Regions from separate parts of the Anser cygnoides genome. Here region 1 is linked to region 2. A link is a contact called in public Hi-C data. All regions are on one chromosome and are shown on one strand. Each heading gives the region's core, a stretch centred on a gene start, on an enhancer-like site or on the middle of the called end of the contact. The rest is flanking DNA. Distances are from core to core; before and after follow the strand shown. Region 1 holds the start of UBE2Q2 (ubiquitin conjugating enzyme E2 Q2). Region 2 overlaps TMEM266 (transmembrane protein 266).

Region 1 (4,934 bases), core at 1,647-4,146, 90 kb after region 2:
TCTCCTCAAATAAACCTTTACTGCTATCTTTATAGTCTTACCAGTTTATTTTAGTACCATCATTTGAAGTTCTAGTTCCCACAGTACCTTGATTCAGCTCTCCAGAAGCTCTGCACACCAAATGAAGCACAGTTAACAAGACTTACACCCTTTTCATTTACAGTACCTACAGAAAAAAAACAAACTAGAGGCAATTAGGAGTCAGAGCCAATAGACTCAATTCAGTGGTGGGTGGGAAGAGAAAAACAAACAGAACTTCTTTCACACTTTGAGCTTTAACACTTGTGTCAAAAGACTAGGACAGAAGTCCAGAGGCCAGCTTTCTCTTTTTGGCTCTCTCACAAGCTTAGCACTTGTTTCAAGAGAACCATTTATTGATTGACACTCTGTATCTCAAATTGCCCTCTCCCATTTATTTTTAACAGAGGGTGAAAATAGCCACCTAACTCAAAGAGCCAAAAATTAGTCAACACTGGAAAGAACCAAGCTGCTCATAGACAACTGTGAGACACGAGTTTGAAGAATCTCAGATACAGCTTCTTTTCAAAGCAGAAGCTTTGGCTCTAAGGTTTGAAACAGCTCTTTTCCTGTTCTTTTTGGAAGCACGCATGCCACAATTCTAATGGCACACAAAAGATCTCTTGACTTTTAGGACAAGCAACTGTAGTGGCCAACTGCAGACCCAGTTTCCTCAACAACACATACAAATACCAACCACGACCTAAGCCTGTTTCTTGCTTGCTCTGGCACACCTCAACCAAAGGCCTACAAGCATGCGGGCATATCTCGATGCAGAATAAGAAAGAATTACCATCAGAAGTACTTATGACAAAGCAGAAGCAGAAATACATGACAGCACAAACCCAAGGCACCAAAACTTTACACCTTACTACTGGGCTTCCCTGTTAGCTGTCACTTGACAAGAAGACATAACCCATTGAAATCAACTGCCTGCTGAGGGTGTACAATCACCAGGTGTTTCATTTAATTCTTAAAGAAGATATTTATAAAATAGATCATGCTGGGGGGGCATACAGCCAGACTTCTCAGTAATGAAACACTCTCTATTGAATAAATAATATTTAAAGGAAGTCACACAATTTTTGTCTGATATGTCATACCTAAAAACAAGAACACCAAAGTAACTTGCTCATTTTACCATTAACAAAATCTTATGTCTTACAGAATAGTCAGCTAACACAAACACCTGTCCTATGAACACAGAACTGACTTCTAGGTTTCACAGCTAGTTGTCATGAGAAGGCTCTCTTAACACGTCCCCTGTCAATTTATTACTGTATGGCAAGTCAGGATCCTACCAAGATTATGAGCTCTGCCTGCTTTGCATGCATGCTTTCATCTTTCAGTACTCAGGTATTTAGACTTACACACATGGTTCCACCCCCACACTGTCTGAAACTTTCATTCTCTTACAGACAAAAGAAGCCTTGAGAGCTTATGCAACCCAAACATACTAACTGTACTTTCACCCAGTCAGAACTTTTCAATACTTTTAAGCTGAACAGAGCTGATGCATTTAAGTTCACCTGTAAGTAGAGGTAGTCCAATAAAAGTGAACCTCCAGCGCTTTCCTGTCCATGAGTGACGAATACCAACCCATCCAAATCCTTTGGCAAATTTAGGCCCTAACCAGTAACTTTTAAAACCAGAGGATTTTACCACAGCAAACAACACTGAACATATTATTCTGCCCCCTGACTCATTATAGTAAAGTTTGAGAAAAAAACAGAGCGAAGGCCCAAAGCAAAGCACACGTCGGGGTCCCTCAGCCTGGGGAGAGCTGCCCGTGCCCCCTCACAAGTTTAACCACCACCGTTATGAGAAGGCGACTGCTGGGCAGGGGAGTGAGGGCGCTCTGACCGTGCGAACCGCCACGGAAAATTAAACTTCTAAAGGGACTGAGAACTGAGGGACGGGAAGGGAAAGGAAGGGAAGGAAGGGAAACGAAGCCCGGCCCCCAGCCGCGTTTCCCCGCCCGGCCCGGGGCGGAGCGGGCCGCGGGGCCGCAGGCCGCGGCGGTGTGGCGCACTCAGCAAAGCGCCGGCCCCCGCCTGCCTGCCGGGCTCGCCCCGCCGGGGCCCGGAGGAAAGGCTGCCCCACCGCCAGCCGGGCTCCCGCCCGCTTTGTGCGGCGGCCCGGGGCAGCCCGGCGGGGCAGGCAGCGGGGCCCGGGGCGCTCCCAACTTTTGCGTGCGCCGCGGCGGGGCCGGGAGCGGGGAGGGGAGCGCGGAGCCCCCCGGGGAAGCGGCCCCAGGCGGGCGGAGGCCCCCGACCGGCCCCGGCTGCTGAGTCACCCCCTGCGCCCCCGGCCCGCGCCCCGCAGACAATGGCGAGGGCGGCCCCTGCCCTGCCCGGTCCCTGCCCCTGCCCGGCCCGCACCGTGATGTTGCAGTGGATGGTGAGCGGCGGCGGCGGCTGCGGGCCGGAGCCCGGCGGCGGCGGCAGGAGCACGAACTGGCAGTGGAGCTCGTCCAGCTTCCAGGAGACGATGCGGAAGCGCTCGTGGTCCTTGTCGAAGATAGACTCGAGGAACTTCAGCTCGGCCTTGAGCCCTGACACCGACATCCTGGCCTCATCTCCGGCTGCGGCTCCGGGCCCGGGCCTGCGCCGCCTCGCCTCGCCCCCGCGGCTGCTCTGCCCGGGCCGGCCCCGGCCCCGGCCCTGCCCCTGCCCCCGGCCCTGGCCCTGCCCGCGGGGCGGAAGATGGCGGCGGGCGGGGGGGCCGGGGCAGCCCCAGCCGGCGCGGAGACGGCGAGCGCGGCGGCGGCTGCCTTTGTACCAGCCTGCGGCGCCCGCCCGCTCGCTTAAAAGGGCAGCAGCGCAGCCCGCTCCCCCCGCTCCGCTCCGCTTCCTTCCTTCCCTTCCTTCCTTCCCTCCCCGGCGGGCTGGGCCAGCCCCGCCAGCCGCCCCGCCCCGGCCCGGCGCGGCCCTGCCTCCTCCCGCTGCCCGGGGATCGCGGCGGGGCCGGGCCGGGCCCTGCTCCTCCCCCGGGGCCGCCCCCGCCGCTGCCCTCGCCCCGCGGTGCTCACCTGGGCCGCTCCGCCTCCTGCCCCGCACCGCTCGGGTCCCTCCGCTCGCCCCCGGTCCCCTCGGCCCTGCCAGCAGGCGGGCAACGAGCGGCAGCGGCTCCGGGCCCGGCGCTTCTGAGGGACGCGCACAGAGCCGCTCGGGGTCCAGCTTTGCGAGCTGCAAAGTAGCACCAGAAGCTCGTTGAAAGTGCTCGCGTTGCTCTCCAGTGCCTCTGGAACAGCTTGTACGGTTTACCCAAAGAAAAGCACAGCGAAGCCTGAAAGCAGAACCAAGTGAATAGTCACTACGTCCAGGGATCAAGCGATGCTGCCCCTGTTTCTGTCACTCGGGGACACCCCATCTCCTAGCCTTTATTTGTCACTTTCCATCTTCGCTTTGTCCACACACGGTTGTGCACTTGGGGACAAGGAGCAACCCTCGAACAGCACCAAGGGACTACGTGCTACAGGGAGCACTGTTGCAGGGAGTCCTTGTTTCCCAACCAGTTTTAATTAACGTGGTACCACGTGCACACACACAAAGCTGGAATAGGGAACTGCTTCCTTTTTTTTTTTTTTTAAACATTGATATTTTATATAAATCTTTAATTCCAGAGGAACTGGCAGCACATCACAAACCACAAACTGAATCTTTTCAAGTGGTGAGAACTCTAATCTTGATCCAGAAAAACAGTCATGCACATGCCCAACTCCACATGGCAGCATATGGAAGTCTTATTGATTTGTGGGCTTGAAATCTATCCTTCCAGCAAAGAGAGCTGCAAAGAACATACTTTGCTGCAAAACCAGCCAGGAAGGATTGACACTAGCTAAAAACTCTGAATGAAAGATACCAGAAAGTCCAAAGAGAGTTGAAAGACCTGTTTTTTGTTTTGTTTTTCCAAGTATCAATTGAAAGGTGCCTGTTGTAAAGTGTGTGCAGCTCAGCCTTCCTAGAAGGGCTGAACCGTCTTGTTGGCTCCGACTCTGTAGTCTGCAAAGCAAGAGAGCAGAGAGCAAGACAGAGAGCGGATATGACAGCTGTCTGTCGACGCGTCATCGGGCAAAGTGAAGACCTTTGAGAGATAAGGGAATATGTAAGCAAAGGGCAAATACTCTATAAATAAACAGCAGAAAATTACAAGTCTACCTATTAAAAAGGGAAGGCCTGGAAGAGCCTTACTATTGGAACACTGGAAACAAAGCCAAACAAACCAGACTTTGTTATGCATTATGTGATGTGATGCGTGAAACAGCAGAGAAATGAATTTGGTGACTCAGCCCTATTTCGCTCAGGCGATAGGATTTTGGCCTAGAATGCCTCACTGCAGCAGGGAGGCTTAGCAAGTTCAAACTGCACCTTTCGTCATGCCCTCCCCAGAACTGCCTCTATCCATCCCTACCTCTGGGCTTCCATTCTCCTCGTCCTCCTTTAGCATTCTCGCCTGCCTCTCTCCTGTGCTGCCCCTCCTCTGCCTGCGACCCCCCATCTGTCTGGGCAGTGGCAGGGTGTGGGTGTGCTGGCGGGAAGGGAGGCTGCCATGCCTGTGCTATCCGGCCAGCTGGTGGAAGGCACAACAACCTCTCTCAGGCACCCAGAGATCCAAACATCATGGTGTCTCCCGGCCATCTGGCAGGCCAAACAAACTGCTTCATCAGCCAAGTGCGTCCTGCAAGCCATATGCTGTTTAAGTCTGGTAGAGAACATTCCCCAGCTCCTTCAGTCTGCCTTTTTGTTGCAGGCTTCAAGAAGCAACATGCAGCTGCACTGCCACCACTCCCCTAAATTCTGCTGCGCTTTTCCATGTTTAGCAGGCATTGTGCAAGCTGGGAGGGTATAGCTCTGCCTGTGAATTCATTTCTGTGTTAAAGACCTTGAGAACACATCGGGGATGCCTTGCTGTCT
Region 2 (4,921 bases), core at 821-3,320:
TGCTACCCCGGAGTTCAGACCAGGAAATCAGTAAAGCAGATGCATTTGAAAGAGCTCATTCACTCAGTATTTTCCTTAAAACAAGATGAGAAAGAAAACAGGACAATCCAACCACGCTGCTCCGCAGGAGAACCCTCTTCATCCTCCAGCACACCAGGCTGTATTTCCCAAGCACCCGCCAGAGCAAGCCAAGGGCACTGCCCCTCGCAGCACTGCCCCGGCAGGGAAGCTTTGGCCCCTGCTACGTGACCCACTGCAGCAGCCCCCACAGCTCTGTTTTGGCACTACCGTACTTGGTGCTTCACAACCCACAGCCCATATCCAAAAGGAGCTTACACACTGATCAGATACGAGGATGTTCTCAGGCAAGGAGCCACATTGCAATGTAAGCCCTCAGACACCGAAAAAACGCCGAATTAAAAACCCTTGCTCTAAAATCTAACAACTTGTCCTCCCGCTTGGAACCGAGCGATGTCTGTTACAGCTGCAAACAGACTTCCAAGATTTATCAATTCTGCTTTAGGAAAAATTAAAAAGAAACTTCATCAGGAGAGCATCATCAACATTAAGAGGTAGGAAACTTAGAAAAATGCACCCAAAGGGATGACAGCAAGTTACAGCTGCATTCGCTTCCAGACAGAGAGCACGAAGAACCGGTCAGACTGCTGGAAATTCCTGAGAAGTATTTTAACACCAGCGCTGCACTAACCTCTCAAGCCAGTCACCAATTGCTAAGTCAGCTATCTCCAGACAAAGACGCACTAGCACCTTCCCCAGAATCTAACCGCAATGAATACATACTCCCTAACTAAACCCCAAGTCCAAGACCGCATAGAAAAATGGTGCCAGAGAGGTCAGAATTCATGTTTCTGACTTGGGGTCTGGTTCTCAGTAGCTGAAAGATGCCACTTCCCAACAGAAAACAAGGCCTCCAGTGTTATTAGTGTAGGTTGTTTGTTGGTTTTGTTTTTAAATACCTACAACTCCATATAATCTCCCACAAATCTAAGTAATTGTTTTAAAGTCTTGTCTGAATGAGCAATATAAAACACCGCAAAACCAATACGACTTCTTCAACAAAACCAGTATATCTGCAAGGAATTCAGACTACAGTAGCCTCACGTCAGACATTTACTGCACTTGACCTGTAAAACAAGCAGCAGAAATGAGACAAACTGTTGGCTGCAAAGACCAGGAAGGGCGTTAAAGAGGCAGGATCCTGTGATCATTTCTCCTCTTCATTGCTCTAAGGCACTGCTCCTTAATAAACCTGTTTTCCCTTGTGTTATTGCACTCACTCTCAATATACTATTTCAAACATAAGAGGTTAACAATTGATAGTTCGTGACCTGCTGAGAGCTTACAACTGAAAAATGCAGGATAGAGAGCTTTTGGATGGTGTCACGCTTCTGTTCTCAGGGCAAGTTGACAAAGGCATCCACTGCAAGAGTAGGAGAGGAGAGAGAAAAAGCTGACAATCCAAACACTTTGATTTTTAGGATCCTAGAAGTGATCGGTCTGCCAGGGCAAGAAGGAGTTGGCCCACAAGTTTATTATTCATACGCTACTTAGAGGTACAGCAGGCACTTGATAAGGTGTTTCTTCAAGTAACATAAGCCCTGCTCCAAAGCGCTTAATCTGAGACAATGTTTGCAGTACTAAGAGCAGTTTTGAGCAAGCTCAATGGCTTATAAATACAAGTTGTTTTAAAGAACCCATGATACTTTGTGATACTTTTAGGACAAACTGAAGGAGAGATAGAATGAGAAATGGGGTACGCTTTGAGACAGCAAGACTTGTCTTGAATCAAAACTGATAATTAAAAAAATATCCTGTTAACAAGCATGTTTTTTAGTGTACATTACCCTTCTTTAACAGCTGGCAATACAGAAACTCTATTCCTACTAAGCACAAAACAGACAGGTGTGCAAACTAAACGTAATGAGCTTCAGAGACTACTCAGAGAAGCGATAGGCAATACCCAAAGGGCTAAAATAAACTTATCTGCTGAGTGCAGGCAGGCCAAGACACAGGGCACCCTCATCCAAGAGCAGAGCACTTCTGGCTCCTACGGGACCAAGACAATCAGAGAGTTTAGACCTTCTGGGGCTAGCTGTATGCTTTTAAAGCATTTCACCACTAGCTCGTGTACTGCTGCAGATGGCAGACAGCACACATTTATAGGGCAGAACTAATTTCTCCTTCTTTCAAAAAGAGCGTGTCCCATTTCTAAAGTCCCAGTGAATATTTCTGCTATAGCGTGACACGTAATTGTAGCATGCATCAAGCTTTTACCTGTATAAGGGGTCAACCCATTCACTTTACATTAAATTATATTGCATCTTTGTTCTTGTAAAAGGGAAGGGTAAAGCGTAAACCACGAAAATGAAAAAGCCCCACGCGTTTTTCTCCTTCTCTGCTCTTAGATAAGATGGTTTTGCCAATGAAAGAGATTGTTTTATTGTGTCCAGGCCAATAGTTTTTCTCCTAGGATTAGAGAGAGAGAGAGATCAGAGCAGGTCATGCTGAGCCAGCACTGCTGCAGCTGGACTTTGACACCAGTCGCCAAGCTGGCCAGTTTAAAGCCAACCCAGGTAGAGCTGCACAAACTGCAGCCTGCAGTGCTGCAGCAGGTTAACTATTTAAACCAGGAACCATTTTTCCTTACTTCCCATCCAGAAAAACAGCAGCTGACTAGAACTATGGATTTGGCACTCTTTATCAGGCAAGAAGATTTACTGCAAGTATCTAAAAATACACATTATGGCTGAGAGCCCAAGGAACCGATCAATGAAAGTTCAAGAGGTGCATTTTACAGTCCAGATGTTCTCAAACTGTGCTCCACTGAAAGCAGACAGAGGTGACTGGTCACAGCATGCTGTTCCCCCCTCTTCTACATCACTTTGCACCCAAAAGTGGAAAATTACATCTACAATTAAAAATATTTCTCCTTAAATGTTCTCCTTTTGCCGGAGTTAGCATAAAAATGTTACAACAAATCAGCGGGATAAGAAGCTGTCCCAGAGACAAATTGGTATACAGTGTGAATCAACCTCCACTGCTGCAGCAGGGTGACCTTAAGGAACGCTCTGAATGCACGAAAGCTGCAGGCTTGGGACTCACCTGTCCATGCCATGCACACATTCATGATAATGACAAAATTCCATAGCACAAACACGATTTTCCTAACCTGACCTATGCATTTTTTCAGTAGATATGGTGTTGAAACTTGTGTAAAACTGGGGAAGAGCAGAAAGTCTTACCTGATTATTTAATGAAAACACCTTGCAGGATTTTCTAGGGGAATGGACTGCTAAAGTGAACAGTGTTATTAGATCTTAATTTATTGTAAATTCATGCCTGAAAGCTTTTTTCCAACACTTCAGTTAAAAATGATGATAAAAATGCAAAACTTGGGGGGAAATACAAGAACTGGTTTAAACATCTACTTATCCATGCTCTGAAACAAACACAAAACAGTAGCACCAACCTGAAAAAAGCCTAAGCTTGGACCATGTAACTACCATGTAGCTTCACGGCCCACAGGAGAGAAGTGGAAAAAGGTCACGTACCACTCTGTGGTATACCAGCTAGGATCTTTACCGGCAAGTCCTTTCTTTCTCCTTTCCTTGCGAAGATGCACACTTATTGTAAGAGTGCAAACACGTAAGCATCCCCAGAGAGGCCTCTGACACTCTTTTACTGCATTTCCCAGAAAGCAGCCAATTTTGCCAAGCCAGAAGAATCTGTCGTCTTTTTTACAAGTTATAAGGCACAGAGATGAAGCTAAAACCAAGTTCGAATTTTCATTGTCTTCCTTTGCTCTAGCACTTCACTCTGCTTCATTTTTCCTCCCCTAAGGAAGACTTTTGCCCTTGGCTTCATGTCTCTGCTCCAGTCACAGAGCTGCTTGGTAGCAGCTGAAGATGCATTACATTCTGCCCTTTTCTCAATCCTGAATAAGCCAGACAACTCTCTGCTTTTACTAATGCTGCTATTTAAACACCACTAACTCAAACTCTCGCCCATCACTTCCACAATATTTCCAATCAGCCATTTTTAAAGCAACCCACAGCATTTTAGCTGCGTACTCAGTTTCTGGAGTGAACAAGAACTGGCTTCAACTGAGAAGTTCATCTTGTCACTGCACGGGCCAATGGCTTCATGAGCAGACCACTAGACCAGCATTTCAGACAGCATTTTGCTAGCAGATTCCTTACAGCCATGCTGCCAGATCTGCCCCACTCATGGCTATGCTCTTAAGTATGGGGTTCAGGTAAAAAAAAACAAACACACACAAGCAAATGATTTCCTTAGTTCACTGTCAGTTTTGTTGGCTGAAGGGTTACTGAGATTGTGGACACTGCCCTCTTGCTACCCATTTTTCATGTCTTCTGGCAGCTATATACAGCCAGACAGATCCCTTTATGTATGATAAATGCTACAATCACTGCCATCTCCTTAGGGAAGGCAAAGAGTGCTGATCACAGCTCAAATAGGTATATAGCTCACTCGGAAAACACAGCTTCTCTACTGCAAGGCAGACTGATCTTTTGCAGGCTGAACAGTCACAGATACAGAACACATGGCCAATTAACTGAACATGCTGGACTCCCACTACTTTGAGAAGGTTTGAACACTTCTGCTGTCCTTTAAGGCAATCATTTTATCACATCATTGCTTTTTCTTTAAATTCCAGTTTAGGAAAAAGAAAATAAGATGCTTGGCTTTTAAGCAGGACGAAATCCACAGAGACAAGTCTGTCCATCAGGACCTGTTCCCCAGGTGCTCTAAAACAGATTACTGAAGCACCTGGGGATTTTGCCAAGCTGACAGTTAGCTCCAGTCAGGAACTCACATGCCCCGATGAACCTGTGATCTTACTTTAGATCATGCTCTGACACACTTGCAGGAACCATCA

What was found. Hi-C and Micro-C count contacts between places; a contact is called where the count stands out from the background.
Region 1: a contact with region 2 is called in a Hi-C map of liver, with 12 times the contacts expected there. The contact joins the promoter of UBE2Q2 here to the enhancer-like site in region 2. A contact is called at or near these places in 2 of 7 Hi-C or Micro-C datasets (both in liver).

Annotation. Positions count from the first base shown.
Region 1 is chr11:14,178,037-14,182,970 of Taihu_goose_T2T_genome, forward strand. It overlaps UBE2Q2 (ubiquitin conjugating enzyme E2 Q2), which reads right to left and starts at 2,897. Exons shown (of 12, transcript XM_067004100.1): 1 at 2,400-2,897. The coding sequence starts at 2,585. LOC125185065 (a long non-coding RNA gene) reads right to left here. Exons shown (of 14, transcript XR_010834318.1): 14 at 3,170-3,306.
Region 2 is chr11:14,089,156-14,094,076 of Taihu_goose_T2T_genome, forward strand. All of the region lies in intron 1 of TMEM266 (transmembrane protein 266), which reads right to left. The region is part of intron 1 of NRG4 (neuregulin 4); the gene reads left to right. Among named protein-coding and RNA genes, the nearest start is that of NRG4, 11 kb to the left of the region's middle. Within about 2 kb of position 2,071, at least 2 of the 3 cell types and tissues checked have open chromatin away from gene starts, as enhancers often do. A contact at or near this core is called in liver, where this site is marked.